Regions from separate parts of the Mus musculus genome. Here region 1 is linked to region 2. The links are chromatin contacts, called in public promoter capture Hi-C maps. All regions are on one chromosome and are shown on one strand. Each heading gives the region's core, a stretch centred on a gene start, on an enhancer-like site or on the middle of the called end of the contact. The rest is flanking DNA. Distances are from core to core; before and after follow the strand shown.

Region 1 (4,958 bases), core at 1,615-4,114, 120 kb after region 2:
AAATTCAATCCAGTTTGTTTGACACAAGATACATCAGGAACAAAGCAAGAAAAGGTCTTGAACAAATGATTGGATAAAGGGATGGCAAGGGGGTAGGGGACATGCCTTTCCTGCTGCACTGGCCACTGGCAGCAGGGATACGTTTACCTCATCTTAAGATGAGAACGGACAAAGGCATCTTAGGAAATTTCTCTTATTGTTCTATGTCCACATGACCAGGTAAAAACCTATGAGTATCCATTAGGGAATTTGGCATTTCCCATAATTTGTTGCTGATGGTTTAAGATAGGGTCTTATTTTGTATCCCTATTTGGCTTGGAACTCACTATGTAGACCAGTTGGTCTTGAACTCACGAGCAACCCCTTTGCCTCTGTCTCCTACTTGGGTTTACTAGTGGGCAGCTATCTGCCTGGCATTCTAATATTCTTTTAAAGATTTATTTCTTTTTATTTTATGTGTACACACTTATTTGCCTGGAAGTATTTTGTGCGCTGTGTGCACATCTGGTGCCCAAGGGGGCCAGAAGAAGGTATTAGATCCTTTTGAACCGGAGTTACAAATAGTTGTGAACCCCTATGTGTGTGCTGGGAACTGAACCTGGGTCCTCTGCCAAGGGCAGCAAATGAGGCATTTTGCCAGCCCATCTTCTAACATCTACACCCCACCCCACCCCCACACATCACTTCTACTCTACAGCTTTATATTTGAGTGTTTCCAAGTTTTTACATTCAATGTCAAAGAAAATTACCATTTTCCCAGCAATTCTCCCCGGTTGTCTCTGAGGAGCAGCAGCTCTCTCTAGTTAGCTATAGTCATGTGTCTTGGACTTAGCCAATGAGATGTGAGGAAAGATGATGCGTGCAACTTCCAACCATAAGACCCTCCCACGCACGCGCCTCACGGTCTTCGTTCCTCCTACAGAGGAAAGCAAAGATAGACCCGTGACTTTTGAAAACCACGCGCAGCCTCCTTCAAACTTTGATTTTCTTGTTTCGGTTAGTGTTTGTTGAGGATCAAACCAGGGACTTGGACACATTGGGCAAGGAGTCTCACACTGAACTATACCCCCCAGCCTTGAATCTGAATGAATGAATGAAAAACAGTTACCCCCAACTAACCTGCATTGTCGCATGACCAAGAGGTAAACACTATTGTGTTTGAGCCAATCTATATTTGGGTTCTATAATAGCAATAAGCCTGTCAGGACATTTGTCCTCTTTGACACAACTGTTGCCTTTGTGTGCAGAAGTATCTGGGCCCTGTACCACCCTTTTCTTTATTATTCTAAAACTTTAAAAAAAAAGTAGAATTAGAGACTTAAATATACGACTCACCAAAGTATTTGTCACACAGCACTCAGCTCTTTCAGCCACAGGAACAGTAGGACGTCATGGCCTCAATTCAAGACAGCTCGGTCTGTAAAATTATATTTAAAAAGTAAAACACAAGACCTACAAACCATATATTAAAGTGCGATAGTTAATCACACAGGGAGTTTGTTCACAATGAATTTGTGTTTCCATTAAATGACAAACTTCTGCATTGCCTTAAAGTAAGGTCCATTTTTTATAGTGCCCGAAACCACATTAATGTATGAAGAACAGACAGTGTGCTGTTCTTCATACATTAATGAAGAACACACAGAAAATAGACGCTCACTCGGGAGGTGACTTGAGAAGCCAGAAGAACAGAGGGAAATCTATATCTATGCCTGTCTGCTCCGCAGTTCTCATGCATGTGCATAAAATGCTTTTCACAGAAACTGAAATTTCCTGAGTAGAAACTTCTAGAACATATAAATGACAGGTTTTGCCTAGACCTAGGAGGTTTTAGACAAAACTAAAACAGACAACCTACGTTTCACCTTTGCGCTTAACCTCCCCGCGGCAGCGTTAAGAGGAAACAAAGAACCCTAACCAGGACAGCCCTGAGACGATGAAGGTGCATCAGCCTGAGTGGTGAACAAGCTCCCATGGCAGACTGAGGACCCTTCCTAACAGGCTTGCCATTCTTCCCCCAGGCCCCCAAAGTGGGAAAGTACTATTTGGCAGCATATGTTTGCCTAGAATGGGGCTTGCTTTTAAGTCTCATCACCCCATAGAAGATCCATGAAGCAAGCAGTCCAGACCCCCAAACAAACATTTTGGCCTTCTTGAAGCAGGGCTCAGGTTGGGAGAGAAAACGAGGAGCCTGGTCCCTGGTGTTCCCCCTGAGTAGCTTTTGCTTCTGCACTCTTGTTTGGCTCTGTGGGGAAGAGAGAGAGAGCAGGCCCCTCTGAGGCTGTATTTAGAAAGAGTCCCAAAGGCTGTCCCCACACCCTCTCTGGGTCTCGGCCTGCCAGGCCCAGCTCTCAGGAGCAAGATGGCGCCCATAATGCTGGGCCATGACTGAGGGGCTAAGGGTGGGCCTTCACTTACTCGGAGGTGCTGGCTCCTTGGAAGCCCACACTCTGCCAACTCCCTGGGCTCAGGAGTTACCAACCGCATTCGTCCTCTGGATTCCTCAACTCCTGGTTGAGATGTGCTCCACATAATTTTCTCATGACGTCACTCATTCTGACTGCTTAGATTTGGAAAGTTGATCTATAAGAAAAGGCCGCCTTACGGCTTAAAAAGAAGAAGAAAAAAGGTTAAGATGGGTTGTGGGGAGATGGGGAGAGCACAGCAGTGAGCTCCCGGTTTTGAGATTTGCTGCCGCTATGAGAACCACTCCCTGGCCAGGTTCCTGGCTGCAAACCGAGGCCAGTGGCAAGCCGTGGGTGACGTCAGGGCCAGGCCTGAGTCATAGCCAGTGGCCCGGCTGCCCTGCCACTCGGAAAGGGACAAAAGGAACCTTTGATGTCCAGAGGCCCTCCTCTCTTGCAGGCTGGCTGCGCTGAACAGCAGGCCAGAACATTCCAGCTGTCTCCCCGCCCCACCCGCCTCCCTTCCTCCTTCCGGAACAGTCCCAGACAGATTCAACAAGGCCTCCCTGAAGGGCATCGCCCTCCTGTACAGCCAGGGTGAGACCACTCTCTGTAACCGAGAAGCCTGGAAGAACAGGGGTTCCCCCAGGACCCTCTCACTTCCCCTATCACGTATCTTCCTTCTTGTAGCTCTCACCTTAGCAGAGTCTTAATGGTATTTAAAGACGAGGAAAGATGGACTCACTGTCACTGTCCCTGGGCAGCCCCCAGTGCTTGGGGCGTGTTTGCTTCTCCATGTGCTGTGGAAGCAGGCCTCAGCTCTCTGCTCTCTTCAGCCTGGGTCTCAGTGGCTTTTGTCTTGGAAGACCTAGTCATACCCCAGTACCTGGCATGAAGCTTACTAAGTACACTATGAATGAATGAATGAATGAATGAGTGAGTGAGTGAGTGAGTGAGTGAGTGAGTGAGTGAGTGGTTGAATGAAAACTTTAAAATAAATGTGGAGGGCATATACTGAAAACTTACTGTGAATGTTTAAGTCTCCACGGTAAATACTTTATGTCAGTATTTCACTTTTTGTGACAAAGCTGTGCTTCCTACATCTATAGATGAGGAAACGGGTTCTCAGATTCGTCTCTTAAGTCTCACAGCTAATCAGTGGCAGAGCCTGGGTTGTCAGACCTCAAATCCTCTTTTAGCTTCCAAGTTGAGAGGCTGGCGTGAATGAAGGGCTGCCGACTGATGCGCCTCCCAGGGGAGGAAAGACAAGAATAAAGGTCTTGAAACCTGGCCAACCCTACAGGAACACTGCAGACCCATCAGGTATGTTCTATCTAGGTGAGGTAGGCCTCCTGTGCTCTTGATGGGCCAATACCACAGGCTTGACAAGCGACCGGTCTGTCCTGAGAAACTGGAGCCAGACAAAGCAAGGGAAGCCCAGTGGCCGAAGCTCTGGAGTGTGGTGGGAGAGCTACGGCAGGCAGAGCACCTCAGAGGAAGCCATGGCCACCTCGCCGTTGTCTTCCTGAACTCCACGTGCAGCAGTGAGATTAAAGGGCTGGGCCTGGGCAGGTTGGAAAGCTAAGGGGGAAAGGACACAGGAATGTTCTGGAGAACTGGAAGGCCCACATGAGGAGGTGAAGCAAATGTGTTTTCTGAGGACAAGAAGGGGCCTCAGCCTAACAGAAGCAGCACCGTTCTTAGGCTATCTCTGTCCCACTGGGAATAGTGATGAGGCTAGATCACATTGAGAGCCCCTGCTGTGCTCTAAGTGCCAAGGCAGGGGTGTCAGGAAGAAAGTCTGCTCAAGACTTGGGTCCCCATCAGGATGGGCTCCTTGGCACCTTCTCCACGGTGGTGGCTTGTGATTCTGTCTTGTACTTTTCCATGACTCTCCAATGCCTCATTTCAAGAGGAAGACAAAAGTCAGGAATTTCCAGCCCTGTAGGAAAGGCACTGGAGACTTAGGTATCAGTGACTGTGGTTTCATAGTGTTTCCTCTCTCTGGAGGCGGGGCAGGTTCAGGTCATGGGACCTCTCACCATGGCTCATAGAGCCTGCCTCTGGTGAGCACCTTTTCCTGAGAGCTCTGCGGTTCTGGTTCCGTTCCGTGATTCTCGGGAATCACGCTTGTTTAGTGGAGTTGGGATCCGTGGAATTAGCAGATAATCTCAGAGGAGAACCCCGCATGCTCTTCATCAAAGGAGAAGTGATAACAGCCAGTGTCTACAGAAGTGCCACCGGTGCCTCTCTGCTCTGCTTCCCTGGGGACAGGGTGGGGCAGGGGGCGGGGAGGGGGGGTGGTCTAGCCCACTCCACAGACACCAGTCTTTATTTCTTTAATAAGAAGACTAGTGGTTCACTGTTTTCCACTGTACCTAGTGACAGGGCAAACAGAGAAGGAAAAGAAAAGCAAAAGTAAACTAAAGCAAGCTGCAGAACCTTGCTTTGCAGATGCTGAGGTTGATGCTAACAGGGGGAGAGGGGAGGGAAGAGGAGGAGGGAGGGAGGGAGGGAGGGAGGGAGAGAGAGAGAGAGAGAGAGAGAGAGAGA
Region 2 (4,438 bases), core at 1,071-3,570:
AACAGGGAGCTACCAGGTTCTCCCCAAGGTTTCTCAGTGTGGTAGAAAGGACTGGTGACTTCAACACTCGCAAACTGCTTAGATTCTTCATTGTCAAACTGCCATCATCCCATTTCTGTGACTTCAGCACCTGCTAATGTTTCCGCCACTTCTCATCACCTTACAAAGCCCACGTGTCAGTTTCAGGAAACACAGAAGGGCATTTCCTTACAAGGATCCGGAGGGCAACCAACCTTGATCATACCAGCTAAAAGAAGGGCAAGAAATGGGAGGGGTGTTCTTGATTTCAGTATGTATCCTTGTGAAACAGTCACAACATGACCTGAGCTATAAGATGAGCAATAAAAAATAAATAAACTGTCTAGGGTAGAAACAAGTGGTTTAGTTTAACTAGGGTTAAAATAAAAATATTCCCAGGAAATTAATGGTCAATTTCTGGGAGTGAGATTGCCTAAGCCACAGAAACCAAGTTTTGTGTGCTTGTGTGTGTGTGTGTGTGTGTGTGTTTTAATCTGCAGACCCGAATTTCACTTGGAGTGATATTTTTACCACACTGTTCACAGAACCTTTGCTATGCATCAGGTCAAAGCAGAAGGTAACTTACTCCTAAAAACAGCCCAACCCTAAATCTCAACTCCAACAGAGCACACTGTCTTCCCACAACACAATCTGCTTTTATAGATTCGCAAGGCTTCAACAGTGTCTAGCATCAAGTCACAGAAAAATATAAAGTAGTAAAAATTTGAAAAACCTAATTAGTAGGGGAAGAAAATTCTAGTGTATTTGGCTTTTCCCAAACATTACATACATGCAAATATTAACTGTAAGAAAGCTAATTTGTGAAAAGTTTACACCCTAAGAAAGTAACTTAAAATACTGGGAACTTAAGACGCACAAAACACCCACTGCTCTGGTGTAATTTCCCAAGTTTTAATACTTAAAAGTGTCTGAATTGGGAGTCCCAGGATGACGTCAGGGAATTGAAAAGTAACATTTAACATGCTTGCTCCTGGGGTTTTAATAAAATTCCAAATCCTTGAAAGGGGAGTAACATCAAAAACTCAAGTGGGAGAATCCAAAAGAAGCATCGAGATTTAAGAATTAAAGTTTATACTCTGCCAAAGAAAGAGCAGTATCAGCCATTCTAACACAATTGAATTTTCAACATATAAAATATCTCTTATAGCCAGGCATTATTTAGGAGACCGATTTCATTCTGGGGATAAAATAATCTGAATTAAAAAAGGTTTTCAACTAAAGTAACAATAAACTCTACTGATTCGCCAGTCATACAGTGAAAAGGGACCATCTCAATAAGCTGGGGGAAGTCGATCTAATATCAAAGGGTCGTTTTAAAGAGGAAGGATAGCAATGACAAACGAACTGGCCCGTCTCTGAGTAAGAGTCTACACTCATCGGTGCGGCTCTCACAAATGCACGGGAGAGAATCAAGTGGGTTGAGCGCGGACTGGATGACTGAGTTTTGAGACCTGCTCACAGGAAGCCACTACATCCTGCCCCAAGTCACCGTCAGTCACGCCGGCTCTCGATTCAAGTCCCCGCCGCGGCAAGGTGGGGCGGGCACAGGTGTCCCGCCCGAGCTCCCCGGGCGCCCCGCTCGCCCGCGCAGCCTCGCCCACCGGAGCCCCCGCCACCGGCTCCCGCAGTCCCCAGCGCCCGCCTCAACCTCGCACTGGCAGAGGAGCCCCAGGGAGCTCACACCCCCTCCTCAGCCCGCCGCCCGGCCCGGCCCGGCCCGGCCCCGCCCCGCCGCAGCCGGCCTCCCTCCCTCCTCCAGCCGCGCCTCCCTTGTAATTACCACGGGGCTCCCACCTCGGGCCGCTCCCGTCGTCCGCGGCCGCCCGCAGGCCTGCGTCGGAGGGAGGCCGGAAACTCCGCGCGCCCCCGGCCGCGCCCCGGGCTCCCGCGTCCAGGCCGCGCTCCAGGCAGCGCCCCTCGCGCCGCGCCGGTCCGGTCCGCGCGTGCAGGTCCTCACCCCGCTCGCTCCGAGGGGGAGCCCCGACCCGCGCCGGGCAGTCGGTCGACGCGGCGCCTCCCCCCAACACACCCCCATCCAGTCTCACCAGTCCCGGGCGGCCGCCGGTGCCGCCACCCCCGCGCGTGCCCGCCGCCCACCCTCCGCGCCGCCCCGGGGGTCCCCTCAGCCCCGGCCCCGCTTACAGATCCTGCCGCGCAGGCTCTGCAGCACTCGGACCTCACGACTGTCCTCGTCTCCCGTCTCCGGGTCTGCGCTGCCCGAGACGGCCGGCGCCTCGGGAGAAGCCGCCGCAGCAGGCGCTGCCGCCGCCATGGTGCCGCCCGGCCCCTACCCCAGCCCTACCGCCTGCGTAGCCGGGCAAGGCGGAGCCGGAGCGAGGCCTAGGCCGGATCGAGCCTCGCTGTAGCCCCGCCTCGGCCTCGGGCTGACTCGCCCCGCCCCTCGCGCCGTGCCCGCCCTGCATCCGCCTCGCCTTGCCTCCCTGGGCAAGTCGCGAGAGGCGCTCTGAAACCCCCACAAGGAGGAAAACCCTGGCCCTGCTGTGATCCCCAGAACCCTGAGAATTGGACGTCCCCCACGAACGGACCTCTAGGTCCCCAGATGCTCAAGGAAAAGAAAAGTCCCCAGTCAGAATGACTCCAGGTTCCAGGAAAAAGTTTGGCATTTTGGCAAACGTCAAGAGATGTATTAGAGACTCTTCCAGCGGTGTCTAGATGCTCCCGCAGTGCGGCACGTGGGGGACAAACCACATACTCAACCTTTGCTCTGGGAACATTGCTCTGCAAAAAGTTGGGTCAAGAAAAGGACCACAGACTCCGTCCAGTCCTGTCTGAGACCCAGAGAAATTTTGAGTTTATCACCAGTTTTGCATTTCAGAATCGGAACGGTGACCTCTTTCCCACTCCCAGAAGCAGGCTTTTTAGAAAGTAGATTGGCCCTGGGAAGTTTGTAAATCTTCAACTAGTTGTTGCCACTATCTTAAGGGAACTATTTACAGTGAGTAAACTGTGTGGATAACACCCTGGTATGTGAGGAGAGGGATGATTTCCTGGTCCTGAGGTTTAACTGCGCTGCCCTAAGAAGGAAGAAACTGATTTAATAGAGCAGGGTTGTTCTTTGCCAGGTGCTAGAGTCAGCCAGTCAAGGAATGTTTTCAGACATATAGGAATGGCCCTAGGGCAAAAAGACGGGGCAGAAGGCGCCAAGACCATGAGCACCTCAACCTGGAAGGGCACACAGAGAGAAGAAGCAAGTTGTGGAAACAGAGTCAAGGAGAGCCTGCCTGGGAAGAGTGAACAGACGACAAGCAAGCCCAGAAGCCACTTGTGCCAAGGCCAGTCAGGCAGACGGAGTGACCTAAGCTTGCTGGATGTCTTAGGCTACCGAGCAATACTTCCAGTCCAGCTGGTGATGCATGAGGGTGCCCCTTGTCCTGTACCATACAGCCTTGGAGAAAGTGAGCTTACCTCTCCTTCCAGGCATTTTGTTGTTTCAAACAGAAACTCCAAATGGTATTTCCCTTTCTTTCCAAATCAGAGCTCACACACCACAGGCCAGAGACTGGCTTTTTCTATTTTAAAACGTTTAATGCTTTATTGGTATGTCTTACTTATACACAGTCATGGTGTGATACCGTTTTCATACACATGTTTAATGTATGCATAGTATTCAATACCCTCTTCATCGCCGTCCACATCCCCTGCACCCCCTTCCTCTCCTCCCAGCTGGCTTTCTTCCCCTCCAATCCCCTGGAAGGTCAGTGGATGGCTGTTGGGAGGTGGTTCTCCTTTCACCGTGGGTTTCCTAGGGATTAACCCGGCCATCTGGTTTGGTATTAAGAACCTTTAATCACTGAGTCATCACACCAGCAAGACTTTTTTTTTTTTTTTTTAGTTCAATGAGTTTATGAGAGTTGTTTCCAGAAGCATAGACGAGAGATTAATTACAGGAGCACAGGAAACTTAACAGTGGCTGTACTACTGAAGAAAATGTCTCTTCCGGCAACCGTCAACTGTCAAAAATCCTTGTAAATCCTCCTGCACCCTACCACAGGATGTTGGCTCCCAGTATTGCACGGATCTTGTATAGTACAGACAACCACAGCTGCTGTCAGGTAGAATGGCTGAAGAGATGGCTGAAGGGTTTAGAGCACTTAGAGAAGAGTTCCCAGCACCCAAGTGGCAACTCACAATGCTCTGTAACTCTAGTTCCAGGGGATCCTACTCCTTCTGACCTTCAGGGACACTAAGCACTCATTATGGTATACATACATGCAAGTAAACACTCATACACATACAAATAGAAATATCTTTGTACAAAAAATGTGACAGCCATGTCATGTCATGCCAAGAAAATTCCACCACACTCCACTCTATCCTCTGACTCTTACACTCTTTCTCCCATCTTTTCCTCAACGTTCCTCCGAGGGGGGGTGATATA

What was found. Capture Hi-C pulls out chosen DNA fragments and counts their contacts.
Region 1: a contact with region 2 is called in a promoter capture Hi-C map of adipose tissue. The contact joins the promoter of E030011O05Rik here to the promoter of Rasa2 in region 2. A contact is called at or near these places in 9 of 39 promoter capture datasets (the 3T3-L1 cell line, 3T3-L1-derived adipocytes, embryonic stem cells and 5 more), 10 of 484 Hi-C or Micro-C datasets (B cells, CD8 T cells, embryonic stem cells and 4 more), 9 of 115 datasets of contacts at active chromatin or transcription factors (CD8 T cells, the SCID.adh cell line, bone marrow-derived macrophages and 6 more) and 3 of 9 other capture datasets (adipose tissue, liver and pancreatic islet).

What each region holds. Positions count from the first base shown.
Region 1 is chr9:96,749,967-96,754,924 of GRCm38.p6, forward strand. It overlaps E030011O05Rik (RIKEN cDNA E030011O05 gene), which reads right to left and starts at 2,865. Exons shown (of 4, transcript NR_015511.2): 1 at 2,419-2,865; 2 at 1,336-1,417.
Region 2 is chr9:96,629,183-96,633,620 of GRCm38.p6, forward strand. Rasa2 (RAS p21 protein activator 2) reads right to left here and starts at 2,321. Exons shown (of 24, transcript NM_053268.2): 1 at 2,182-2,321. The coding sequence starts at 2,311.